2 separate regions of the Muntiacus reevesi genome follow, and region 2 is linked to region 1. Evidence: chromatin contacts called from public Hi-C data. All regions are on one chromosome and are shown on one strand. Each heading gives the region's core, a stretch centred on a gene start, on an enhancer-like site or on the middle of the called end of the contact. The rest is flanking DNA. Distances are from core to core; before and after follow the strand shown.

The links. Hi-C and Micro-C count contacts between places; a contact is called where the count stands out from the background.
Region 2: a contact with region 1 is called in a Hi-C map of blood, with 2.7 times the contacts expected there. The contact joins the promoter of UBXN4 here to the promoter of CCNT2 in region 1. A contact is called at or near these places in 2 of 3 Hi-C or Micro-C datasets (blood and muscle).

Annotation. Positions count from the first base shown.
Region 1 is chr3:210,256,134-210,262,327 of mMunRee1.1, forward strand. CCNT2 (cyclin T2) reads left to right here and starts at 2,377. Exons shown (of 11, transcript XM_065931424.1): 1 at 2,377-6,194. It overlaps ACMSD (aminocarboxymuconate semialdehyde decarboxylase), which reads left to right. Exons shown (of 10, transcript XM_065931438.1): 10 at 1,978-2,352.
Region 2 is chr3:210,924,369-210,930,562 of mMunRee1.1, forward strand. UBXN4 (UBX domain protein 4) reads left to right here and starts at 3,364. Exons shown (of 13, transcript XM_065931459.1): 1 at 3,364-3,569. The coding sequence starts at 3,488.

The sequences.
Region 1 (6,194 bases), core at 1,127-3,626:
CTGGAGTGGGTTGCCATTTCCTTCTCCAGGGGATCTTTCCAACCCAGGAAATTAACCCAGGTCTCCTGCATTGCAGGCAGATTCTTTACCGACTGAGCTATGAGGTAAGCCCTCGTATAATTGTTAAATATATACTTATTGAAGTAGAAAGCAATACTAAGATTTTTACTTTTTTTCCTTTACTTTTTATATCAAAAGTTGAAACTGAAAAACTTCCTATAAAATTAAGGAGAATTAAACTAAAACCAGACTACCCCAAGTATCCTGTTCTTGTTGTTCAGTTGCAAAGTCATGTCCAACTCTGCAACCCATCAACTGCAGCATGCCAGGCTTCCCTGTCCTTCACTATCTCCCAGAGTTTGCTCAAACTCCATGTCAAATATCCTGATTAGGACTTTAATGAATAATAATAATTACTATTATATGCCTTTTGTTATTTAATTTTATATGTCTATCACTTTCAAGTTTTCAGAAAATCTTGAATAAAAATTTTATGCAGTCAAAAATACATGATATTCTGTAATATTATATGTTACTCATCATAACATTGTAATAAAGACTAAAAACAATCTAAGGGGAATAGTTAAATAAATAATAGTATGTCTCTACAATGGTGTCTATATAGCCATTAAAAAGTATTAAAAATCAATTTCTAAGATATATTAAGAAAGGTACTAAAAATGCATATGGTATACTTCCATTTGCGAATAGCACACTATCCATTTGTGAAAAAAAAATTATAAACCTACATAGAAGAATTTGCTCATATATGAATAAAAGATCTCTGGAAGAACAGATAAGAAACTGGTAAGTCTGGGAAGAAAAAGTAGTGGTTGGGCAGTACTAGTAAAAGGAAACGTACATTTCATATCTTTTGAATTTTGAGCCACATGAAGGTAAAATTTCACTAAAAAAAATTTTAATGAAATAAATAAATTCATTTGATGAGCACAACAACACTGGGAAATAGGCAAATGCATTCCACCAGGTAGATGCAAAAGAGGAAAACGAGACTTAGGTGTTAAGTGATTTGCCAAAAGGGTAATTGCTGGATTACCGTACATGAACTCAACTCCAAATTTCCTAACTCCAGGATCAGGTCTCTATCCAATACACCAAAATGTATCACCTTCAAATTTTAAAAAGGAAAGCAAATAGTTTTTCAGAGCACCAGCCATTATTTCTAAAGTCTTCCTTTAGAGGATGACCCAGGGTGAATCACGGAAGAATCCCAAGTCAGAGGTCCTTGCCTCAAATTACCCACTCTGCAAGCCTATGTGAGAACCCTGACGTGGTCATGATACACAGATGCACACTAATGGTATGGATGTTACACAACCCCATACATGTTTCCTTCCACCCTCAGCTGCATGCCTGTCCTTCACAAGCTAGGCATAGATCAATTAGGGTATCACAAAGTTACCCCTCAAATCACAGGAGCTTTTTCTGTGAAGTAGATCTAATCTATAGTGGGGGAGAAGGTGAAAAAAACTTGGCAGTCTTTTTCTCATGTGAAATTTATCAAGTACATATCTGTACAATATTCTGAGACTCTTTATCCAAATCACCTTTTTGCTCCAAAAGAGCTTACCATTTATTCAGGGTCATGTGAAAGGACAATACATATATGGAGAAGGTAGTGGTACCTAAGCTGTACCTTTTCTCTGTATTTGACTTCAAGTAACTCTTAAAATTCATTGGAGGCTCCTGTAGAAGTTACCAAGGAAGTCATTTTCCTAGGAGAGTTATTCCCTGTTAAAAGTCTTCTCCTCTCCTCCTACAACCAAATTTCAAACTTAGATTTCAAATAGAGGGACAAAGGGGGGATTAGTGAAGGCAGTCAAAAGGTACAAATTTCCAGTACCAATTTCTCACATTTGGGAACTGAGTTTTTAAAAACCTGAAGACAGTTAGTAAGTACTTTAAAACAGCCATTAAATAATGCTTTAAAGTATAACCTTTCTTTTTCTTTTTCAGGATAAACTCAAAGCTGGCAATGCCCTTGAATTTTTGGGTCTTGAAAGGAAACAATTTGAATGACTGAATTTACTACAAAGGCAAATTTCAAGAAGACATCTTGCTTTTGCTTTTAAATACGTATCACATATGCATTAATGAAATCCTCTTTTGAACTTTTATCCAGAAATAGAATATGTCCAAATACCCTAAACTGTTCATAACAAAAATGATTCTGTTTTTATTCTGAAAAGCAGTACATTATTTCATGTACAAATCAAAAATGATTTTCCCACAGCCTTTTAAATTAATGGCAGAAATAAAAGCAAAATGCCATTAATGATTTATATGAAAAAAAATAACAGATTCATCCTAGAGGGTTCATGTAGGTTCTCTACTTTGGAGAAGACTCTTGAGTCCCTTGGACTGCAAGGAGATCCAACCAGTCCATCCTAAAGGAGATCAGTCCTGGGTGTTCACTGAAAGGACTGATGCTGAAGCTGAAACTCCAATACTTTGGCCACCTCATGCGAAGAGTTGACTCATTGGAAAAAGACCCTGATGCTGGGAGGGATTGGGGGCAGGAGGAGAAGGGGACGACAGAGGATGAGAAGGCTGGATGGCATCACCGACTCAATGGACATGAGTTTGAGTAAACTCCGGGAGTTGGTGATGGACAGGGAGGCCTGGCGTGCTGCGATTTATGGGGTCGCAGAGAGTCGGACATGACTGAGCAACTGAACTGAACTGAACGGAACATAGTGTTTGATGACTGTTTTATTATGAAAAGTAACCTGATCATCTCATTCAATGTAATTTTAACAGATATATAGATAAATACATAGTTTAAATAGATTTGGGGTATATTCATATTCAGAGAGTATTTATGTGATATGCCAGGATTATAAGGCAGTTCCACATACTGGGGACAGAGAAGTTAACAAAAAGGATAAAATTTGTTCTCTAATGAAACCTACAACCTGGAGGGTAAGAAAGTATAAATAAATAAAGGAGGGAGGACAAAGAAGGGAGAAATGGAGAGCAAGAGGGAAGGAAGAGGGAGAGAAGGGAAGAAGGGAGGGAGAAAACTTTTCTTATACTGATAATCATTATGCAGAAATTAAAACAAGAAGATGTATAGAATGACTTGAGGAAGGATGGGAGATAAAACATTAAGTTGTAGGGCCAAAGAACACCTGTTTAAAGAGGACTTTGAACTAAGACTTGAATAACAGAAAGAAATGGCCATGGAGAAGAGTTTTCCGGGGAAGGGCTAGAGCACCAAAGGCTCTGAGGCAGAAAAGAGCTGGGGAAGAGCTTGTGAGAAGGGAGAAACAGGGATGAAGCTGAAAAGCTGGCCAGATAAGTAAGCTGTGGTCTAGAGTTTAGATTTTCATATTAAGTTTTTTATGAAGCCAGTGGAGTCTTTAAAATAGGTTTGTGACATGCTTTGTCTTTTGTTTTTAAAAAAACACATTAACAGCTCTGTAGAGAATCATTTTAAGGCGTCAAGAAATGATGGTGACTTGGGCAAGAGTAGTAGAACGGGAACAGTGACATGGGGTTGTAGGGAGAAGAACAGCACTTGATAAGTGTGAGGACAAGGGCAAATGGGAAGGAAAAAAATCAAGGCTGATTCCCAGGTGTCTGTGTGTGTGCACCACAGTTTGTTCAGTCTCTTACATTTGGACATTATATGTAATTTCCAATATTTTGCAATTACAAATAATGCTACAATAAAATTAGGTTCATTTGTCATATTACACATAAGGGTAACTCCAACATAGATTTGATCAAAGATTTAACTCCAAGATAAAGCAAGACTATGCAGACACTAGAAAAGATGAGAAACTTCCTCTTTAATCTGAATATAAAGAAGGGCTTTCTAATGATGTCCTTTCTGTGCAATAATTCTGGGGACATTTAGCCTCTGAAATGTAGCTAAGGCTATTAAACTCATCCATACTTTAGACAGATGCCTTGACTCCTAGTTTTTTTCACTTGAGCACCTGGGTTGATTTATTTTACCATTGTGAGGAAGACTGACAAAAACAGGTTTGGGAAGAAAGAGAATCAATAGCTCTGCTGTCGGACTTAGTATATTTCAGATGTGTCTTAGACATTTAAGTAGGAATGTCCATAAGCAGTTAGGTACACCGTTTTGGGGAGTTAAAGAGGGAAGTTGGGAAGAGGCCATCAGTGTATACAACGTATTTAAAGAAATAAGACTGGATGAAATCACTACCAGAAAAAGTAAAGCAGAGAACCAAAAGAACCCGAGACTAATTACTAGGATTCACCAGCACTGGAAACTAAGTAGTGTCCAGTGAGGTAGAAAGAAAACCAGAAAAAATGTAGTCAGAAGTAAGGGGGAGACAATGTTTCAAGAAGGCCTAATAGCTTTAGGCATTAAAAAAGAAAAAATATAAAACACTATGGTACTGGGCTTCTTTACTGGTCCAGGGGCTAAGAATCTGTCTTGCAGTGTAGGGACACACATTGGATCCCTAGTCCGGAAAGATCTCAATGCTTCAGAGCACCTAAGCCCATGAGTCACAACTACTGAAGCCCTTGCACCTTAGAGCTTGTGCTCCACAACAAGAGAAGTCACCGCAATGAGAAGCCCATGCACTGCAGTAAAGAGGAGCTCCCGCTTGCCACAACTAGAGAAAGCCCACACACAACAACAAAGGCCCAGTGCAGCCAAAACTAAAGTTTTTAAAAAATCTTTTCAACACATTGGTACTTGGTACTTGGGGGCAGAATCATATGCTCTCAATATAACTCAATCCCTGTATCTCAAAATAGTTCCACTTCCTATAGTCCCAATTCTGATCAATAGCATCACCCAGTCACTTAAATTTTCTCCTTCACCCATATCAAACCTGACATTAAGTCCAGTAGATTCTGCCATTTTTATATCTTTCACTTCTTATCTATTCTGTCTTCCCTAATGCTTCCAACTAGATTTGGGTCCTCAACTCTCATCAAGATTATTGACATTATCTCTTATGTATATTCCTGCTTCTTGGCTTAGTCTGGCATAATCCATCTTTCACCCTACGGCCAGAGAATTTTCCAAGTATGTATCTAATAGCATTGCTCTTTCTCTAGCTCTCTTTAAAATTCCTCAGGACCTAGAATGATGGTTTCTAGGCTTTGAGATTTCATTAATCAGTATCTTCCCCTTTTAAAAGTTGTACTGATATTGCTAAGAGCAGACACTTCTCAATTTGAATTGCAATTACTATCTTCCCACTAGACTGGGACTTCCTTGAGAGCAGAAACATGACTTAATTCACTTATGCACTAATTCATATGCATTCAACAGTATTTACTGAGGGTCCAGTACGTACACTAGGTGCTGGGATAATGTTAAGTAAAAACAAACATGGTTCCTGCCCTTAACTGCGCTTATAATCTAGTTAGGGAGACAGGTATCAAACAAGTAACAAATTAATGTAAAACTGCTACTGTGACAAGAGCTAAGAAGGAGACACACATAGTGTATAGAGAGCTTAAAATAATGGGACATGAGCCCATTAGAGTTGGGGAGAAGATTTTGAGAACTGTTGCTTCAGCTGGGTTCTGAAGAGCAGACAAGAGCTAAAAGGTAAAGAGGCAAAGAAGGGAGGAGCACAGAGGGAAGAGCACAGATGAAAGCCTTATGGCAGGAGGGAACACAGCAGGAAAGGATACCACCGGGGCTAGAGGTGAGAAAGCAAGACATTCTTGGTACAAAGAGACAAGATCACATGGGGCCATATGTTGGTTTGAGGAACTTTATCTATCAAAAGGCTGTGAGGTTTTTAATTAGGATATAACTAGTTGAAATTTGAAAAGACCCTTCTGGCCCTAAAACGGCACTTATCACACCCAAAATCTCAAAAGTCTCTCAAGAAAATCCCCCTTTTAGGCTTTTCTCTCCCATGTTATCTAGCATATGTACTTCTCCAAAACATACCCATGGGGGGGAAAAATCCCACCACCATCAGATTCCAAAGAACAACTCTTCATAGGACACCCAAGTATTTCTCTTCCTTGGACTGGACCCTTCTCCAAATTTTCTATCTCCCCTAAAAAGGAAGCCAGTTCTCATTCAACCTAATATTTATTACCCAACCAGAAAACTTACACCTATATTCATCTAAAAGAATGATACAGATGAATTTACAAAACAGAAAGAAAGTCACAGACATAGAAAACAAACTATGGTTACCAAAGGGGAAAGGGATAGA
Region 2 (6,194 bases), core at 2,114-4,613, 670 kb after region 1:
ATCTGACTTCCACACAGAAGAACCCATTGAAACACCTCTGGCTAAGCTGATAATCACTTCCACATTGCTAAAAGCAGTGGACATTTGAAAATCTTATTTAACTTGACCCAACAGCAGCCTTTAATACAATGGCTTCTCACTCTGTTCTCAAAACTCACTCTACCCTGGGCTTCTCTGGTACCACAAGCTCTCATATTCCCCCACCCCACCCCAACACACACCCCTGCCTCCCCTGAGTCTCGGTTACTGGTTTATACTTTCCTACACAACCCTCAATCTGTTTTTTGTTTCTTTGGGTTTCTTTTCCCTTGCTGTACCAAGTGGCTTGTAGGATTTTACTTCCCTGACCAGGGATTGAACCCAGGCCTTTGGTAGTGAGTGTGTGGGGTGTTAACCACTGGACTGCCAGGGAATTCCCAAGACCTCAGTCATAACTCTTGTCTTACCTCATTTTATATACTCTGTGAGAATCTCCTGCAGAGCCTCAATTATCCCGTTCCTGCTTAACACCCCGACTTGCTATCTCTCTAGCACTCCCAACACATGTCTAATATTGAACTCACATCTTCATGGCCACCTCTCCATCTACCTGCTCTTTCTTCAATGGTCCCTATAAATCACAACCTTCTATATGATTTCTCAAGACAGAAACCCAAGATCTCTTCTTGACTCCTTCTTCCTCAAATTCCATAGCTAAAGCCTATTGAGTCTACCTCTGAAAATCTCGAAGGTAGCCACTTCTCCATCTCCCTTATACATGGACAGTGGGTTCTTAACCAGTTTCTTCACATTCACCCATTCCACTTTCATTGCAATCCACTTGAACTGTAGCATACCTGCATATTGAAGACACAAATCTTTTATCTAATTCCTCTGTTTAAAATTCTTCAACAGTTTTCTACAATTCTTAGGAAAATGTCTGCAATCCTTAACATGATGCCCAAGGCCCTGGATGAGTTATCCTTTCTATCTGTCAGCCTCATTCACACCATATGTCTCTTTGTATGTTCTAGTCAGGCTGAACATTTTTCAGTGCTTCAAGGGTACTATTCTCATTTGCTTCAGAGCTTTCACACTGCTGTTTCCTCTCTCTGGAATAGTCTTCTCCTTCACAGAGCTAGACTTCTCCTCACATGTCATCTCCTCAGGAAGGCCTTTTCTAACCTTGCTATCCATGTTTGGGCTTCCCTTGTGGCTCAGCTGGTAAAGAATCTGCCTGCAATGAGGGAGACCTGGGTTCAAATCCTGGGTTGGGAAGATCCCCTGGAGAAGGGAAAGGCTACCCACTCCCGTATTCTGGCCTGCAGAATTCCAGGCTATACAGTCCATGGGGCTGCATAGAGCTGGACACAACTGAGCGACTTTCACATCCATGTTTGGTCACATCATTACATTTCTGAAGCACTCAGAATTTCCCTCTTATGGTACTCATCATCACAGTCACTTACTCAATGCCTGTCTTCCTTTTCAGGCTGTGCAGTCACAGAGGCAGGAGCTTTGTCTGACTGCCTCACCTCCTTATCACGGCCAGGTATAATGCCTAGTTCATAGCAGATGTGCAATAACTATTTGATGAATGAGTGAGAGGCTATGAATGATTCTTCTAATATTTAATTCTAACATTAGAAATAAAGACATTATTCTGCTGAAAGGGTATATATGTTGATCAAATTTTAAGGAAACTATTTAAAGTTGATGTTGAAACCAACTCTAATTCTTCCTGAGGAATGATATCCTCTGTAAATAGTGACTGTCTGTAATCAGCATTATGTTTCAGTTTATAAGAACACATAAGAGGCCTGATTGGAAAAAAGCAAATAAAAATCACAATTCAATCTGTTAGTTATTTCTAGGTTAAATACTTGTAGGAAAGGGGTATTTTCAGATGTAGCCCTTCCTTAATCCTGCAAATATTGTCAAATGGCTGTGCTGCTGGAGGAGAAATTAAGTGATGTAGGGTGTACAATATAATACCCTGTGCAACTTTAAATAAACTACAGAAATCTTTCGCCAATAGCTATTAGATACCGTGTAATTTCATGAAAGCATTAAATTTGGGTCAGTTTTCATTTTAATGGCAACCAACCACAAAGTGCTAGATCTTGATAATAGTACTTTGTCATATATCATGGTAAACAAAATTATTTATTCACTTTTGTATTACCATGAAAAGTAGCTGGAAAAGAAATTATCTATTCTCTGCTTCTTTTTTTTTTTTTTTTACAAAAGTTTATTCTTAAATGTACAATACGTTCCAAGACAACACTTCATTCTAGCTATAGGTGGCAAAAGATATTATGGTAGGGAATCCAGGTGTTTAAACACGAATGGAACTAAGGGTTATCATTGCCTCAGGCACAAGGAACAGCTTACTTTTTGCCAGATTTCTTAATTCCATCGGTGGTCAGGGGGCCTTTCCCACGGCCTTTGCTTTTAGCTCCTCGAGTTTCTTCTGCTTCTCCTTCTGCTTCTGCTTGAATGCCTTATCTTCCTTGTCCATCTCCTCGGCTTGCTTCTTGGGCTGCTTCAGGGGCTTCTTGCCACCTTCGGGACCCAACATGGCGCCTGCCGCCCCTTCCCCAGAGGCTTCCACCGGAAGCCCTGACTTAACTTTTGAAAGCAGCTGTGGCAACAGCATAGCTAAGTGTTTTGAGGTTTGTAATGATCTCTAACCAACGACCTTACTCAAGGTCTGCGTTCAACCAAAAACTCCCCTCAGGTACACGGGCTGTATGGTATTACAGAAGGTGACTGTTGTATTTCTTTTCTTCAAGGTCGAGCTGATAAATTAAGTTCAATAGATGTAGTAAATCCCTACAAACCCCATTAAGTTTCATACCGAGAGACACCCATCCTATTACACAACAGCCATTAATCATAATAGAGAATTACATCGTCGCACTAGGCAGAGTTCCATCCGGGGCGAGGATGATTTCCTCCTTATTTAAGGTCTCGAAAATGCCAGAAAGAGTATCTTCCGATGAGTAGCACCATTTCTCCTCTTTATAGACTATGAAGTGGCTCTCACGATCGCCCCCTTAGCCGTACCCGGCAAACCACAATTAACATGTCCTACAAAATTAAAGGGACCAAGCCAAGACTACAATTCCCGTCATGCACCGGGAAGGCGCCACCGACGCGATTTAGCGATTAGTCATTCTTCCCTACGCCTCCTCCCATTTCCGGGACTGCAGCGCCTTGCGGCCTCGCGGGCACGCGCACGCTCCGACTTGCCAACGAGACAAGGCACGGGGGCGCGGCGCTGACGCCGACGTGTGGCGTCACGTGTCGCGGGGTGCGCCTCGCCTGCGCGCTTGCGCGCGTCCAGTGGGCCGCTGACGGGCTTGAGCGCCTGTGCAAAGCGGGAGGCGGGGTGCGGGCCGGCTGGGGCTGCGGGGGCCGCGGAGCCAGGCGACGGAGAGGGCGGGGCCAACTCCGGGACCGCGGCGACAACACATCGAGCGAGCGCCTCGGCCCGAGGGCAGCGATGCTGTGGTTCCAGGGCGCCATTCCGGCCGCCATCGCGTCGGCCAAGAGGAGCGGCGCCGTCTTCGTGGTGTTCGTGGCAGGTGAAGGAGGCGAGGGCCCGAGATGTAGAAGGGACACCCCCTCCGGCCTACCTCCAGCCCCAGGGGCCCCCAGCCTTTCCTCCGGGCGCCGGGAGGCCCGGCTGCCAGTCCCTGGCGTCTCAGCGCTTCCCCGTCCGTTTGGAGTACACTTGGCCTGACCCCCACCGCTGGCTTTTCCCGGCCCCCCTGCAGAGGGCACGGGGCCTCGCCCCCAAAACGCGCTGAACCCCGCCGTCTCCCCTGTGCGGGGCGAGGGGACTGGTCGAGCAGGCCCTAGGGCCGCCCTGCTCGCTGTGGAGCCTGACTCCGCGCCGCCTGCGGAGTTGGCACCCGCAGACCCCACCGTCGCCTCCTGGCGCCCCCGACGGAGGGCTCCACTTGGAGGGACTTTAACTCCCGTATACTTAGTGTGTAGGTGAGGAGAGAGACGGGCCGTAGACAGGCAGTTTTGCTTGTAATTAGTTGTGGACTTTCAGGAAGAAAGCTGTGTCATCGGTAATCAACAAAGAGAAACCACCTGATGTTCACTGTTACTGGCTTTCGTGTGTTCCTGAAACGTAAACTTTTGAGGTCTATATAAATTGGATTTTTTTGAATGCCATAGGAGTGGAGACACTAATATGAAATAATTTGTAGCAGGTGGATTGTTTTTTAACCGTTTGTTTAGAAGTAGACACACAAGCATTGATTCTTTTTATTGTCTTCCTAGTATCACAGATACAGTTTTAGAATGTGTACTAACTCATCTATTCTGTGTTGCTCTGGGTTATTTTGCTCCGTATTTTATTATTGCAGTCTTCTAGATTTACAGTAAACTTGTGCCTCTGTGAAGTTTTGCTGATTCTCATTACCTGAACCTAATTAGTATTTGCGACTACCGTTAATTTGAGGTGCATTATTTCAACAATTTGTGTTTAATAACGGTTTGTTCATTATTAACATGGCTTGGAAGGCTCGGTAATAACTCTATAGCTTTATGCACTGTAGTGAAGAGCAAGTTGCTGAAATATGAGTTTCACATTAAATTTGAAATTTTAAGTTGTTTTAAATTATAGTAAAATTTTAACTCATTGCTGTTAATTAGAAGAGCTGGAGTAGTTCAGATTCTTTTATGCTGTTTTTTTAGAGTTATATTTCACATAATAAGTAACTGCTGTAAACCTGTAAGAAAATAAGTGGATTAAAAAGGAACGTTTGGGCTTCCCAAGTGGCTCAGTGGCAGAGAATCTGCCTGAAAATGCAGGAGACGCAGGTTCAGTCCTTGATAGTGGAAGATCCCACGTGCCACGGAGCAATTAAGCCCGTGGGCCACAACTACTGAGCACACTCCCCGCAGCTACTGAAGCCCTCCCCCCTCCCCCCGCCGGCCCCGGCCTAGAGCCGGTGCTGGGCACTTAGAGAAGTCACCCAATGAGAAACATGCATTGCAACTAGAGAGCTACTGCCATAGATAAATAAAATCCTAAGAAAAGGGAAAGGAAAACTGATGATACTGAATATGTTCATTAGGAGTGCAGTAATAGTTGTAACACCATTTTAAGTTGTGTTTTTCACATATACTCTCAATTGATCCCGGACGTTCGTAGAACAGGGTTTATTTATCATGCCCATTTTATCGATGAGGAAACTTAGGTCCACAGCGGCTAAGTGACGTACACCAGTGTCACAAAAAGAATATATATCTTTTCTTGACAGATTTTTTTTTTTATCAGCTTCCAAAAAAGTGTCTTTTTTGTTTCTCCAGAGAAAAAAACAACCATTGTACAGACAGACCTTAGGTAGTTATACAACAGACCTTAAGTAGTTACTGAAATTGGTGTAGAAATCAGGAAATCTAAAGTCTTTAAAGAGTTTGTTACAACCTTTCTGTTTTGTGACCAGGGGTGGAGCCCTCACCTCCTGCCTTGGAAGAGGACATGAGGAACTTTTCACCACTGGCCTTCCAGGGAAGTCCCAGTAGTCATATTTTTAAACAGAAAGCACATTTGATCAGTGTCCAAAGGTTCCTTGAAGGCACTCTTGGACTAACCTGTTAATTTGAAAGAAATGCTAGGTTTAATTAACAAACATTTAGAAACCCTTTTCGAAACAGTAGTGCTAATTATTACAATAGAAAAATAAAGTTATAGGTCTTTGGGGCTTTGCGTCTGTATATAATATATACCTTCTTCAATTTTTCAAGTTTTTCTGATGAGCATGTATCATGTAACATATGTTTTTAGAATATCAGTGACTGTTGAATGTTTGCAGGAGGACTAATAGTCTGTGGAAGAAGTCGCTTCCACATCGCTTGACCCATTCAAGTACTGTTAGTTTTTCTAGAGTTTTAGGAAGTTAGTCTCCAAGACTAGATAGAGTGTGTAGACAGTGGAGTCGTGAAATTGCAACACTTACAGCTTTCTTAGACCTTTATTCTTTTTTTAATGTATTTATTTAGTTGTGGCATGCAGGTTCTTTAGTTGCCGCATGTGGGATCTAGTTCCCTGACCAGGGATCGAACCTGGGCCCCCTGGATTGGGAGCGTGGAGTCTTAGCCCCTGGACCACTAGCGAAGTCCCTAGACCTTTATTCTTGACTTTGAAGAGTACAGTCAGAACTGATGATTTTCTTCGATATGAGACCTTG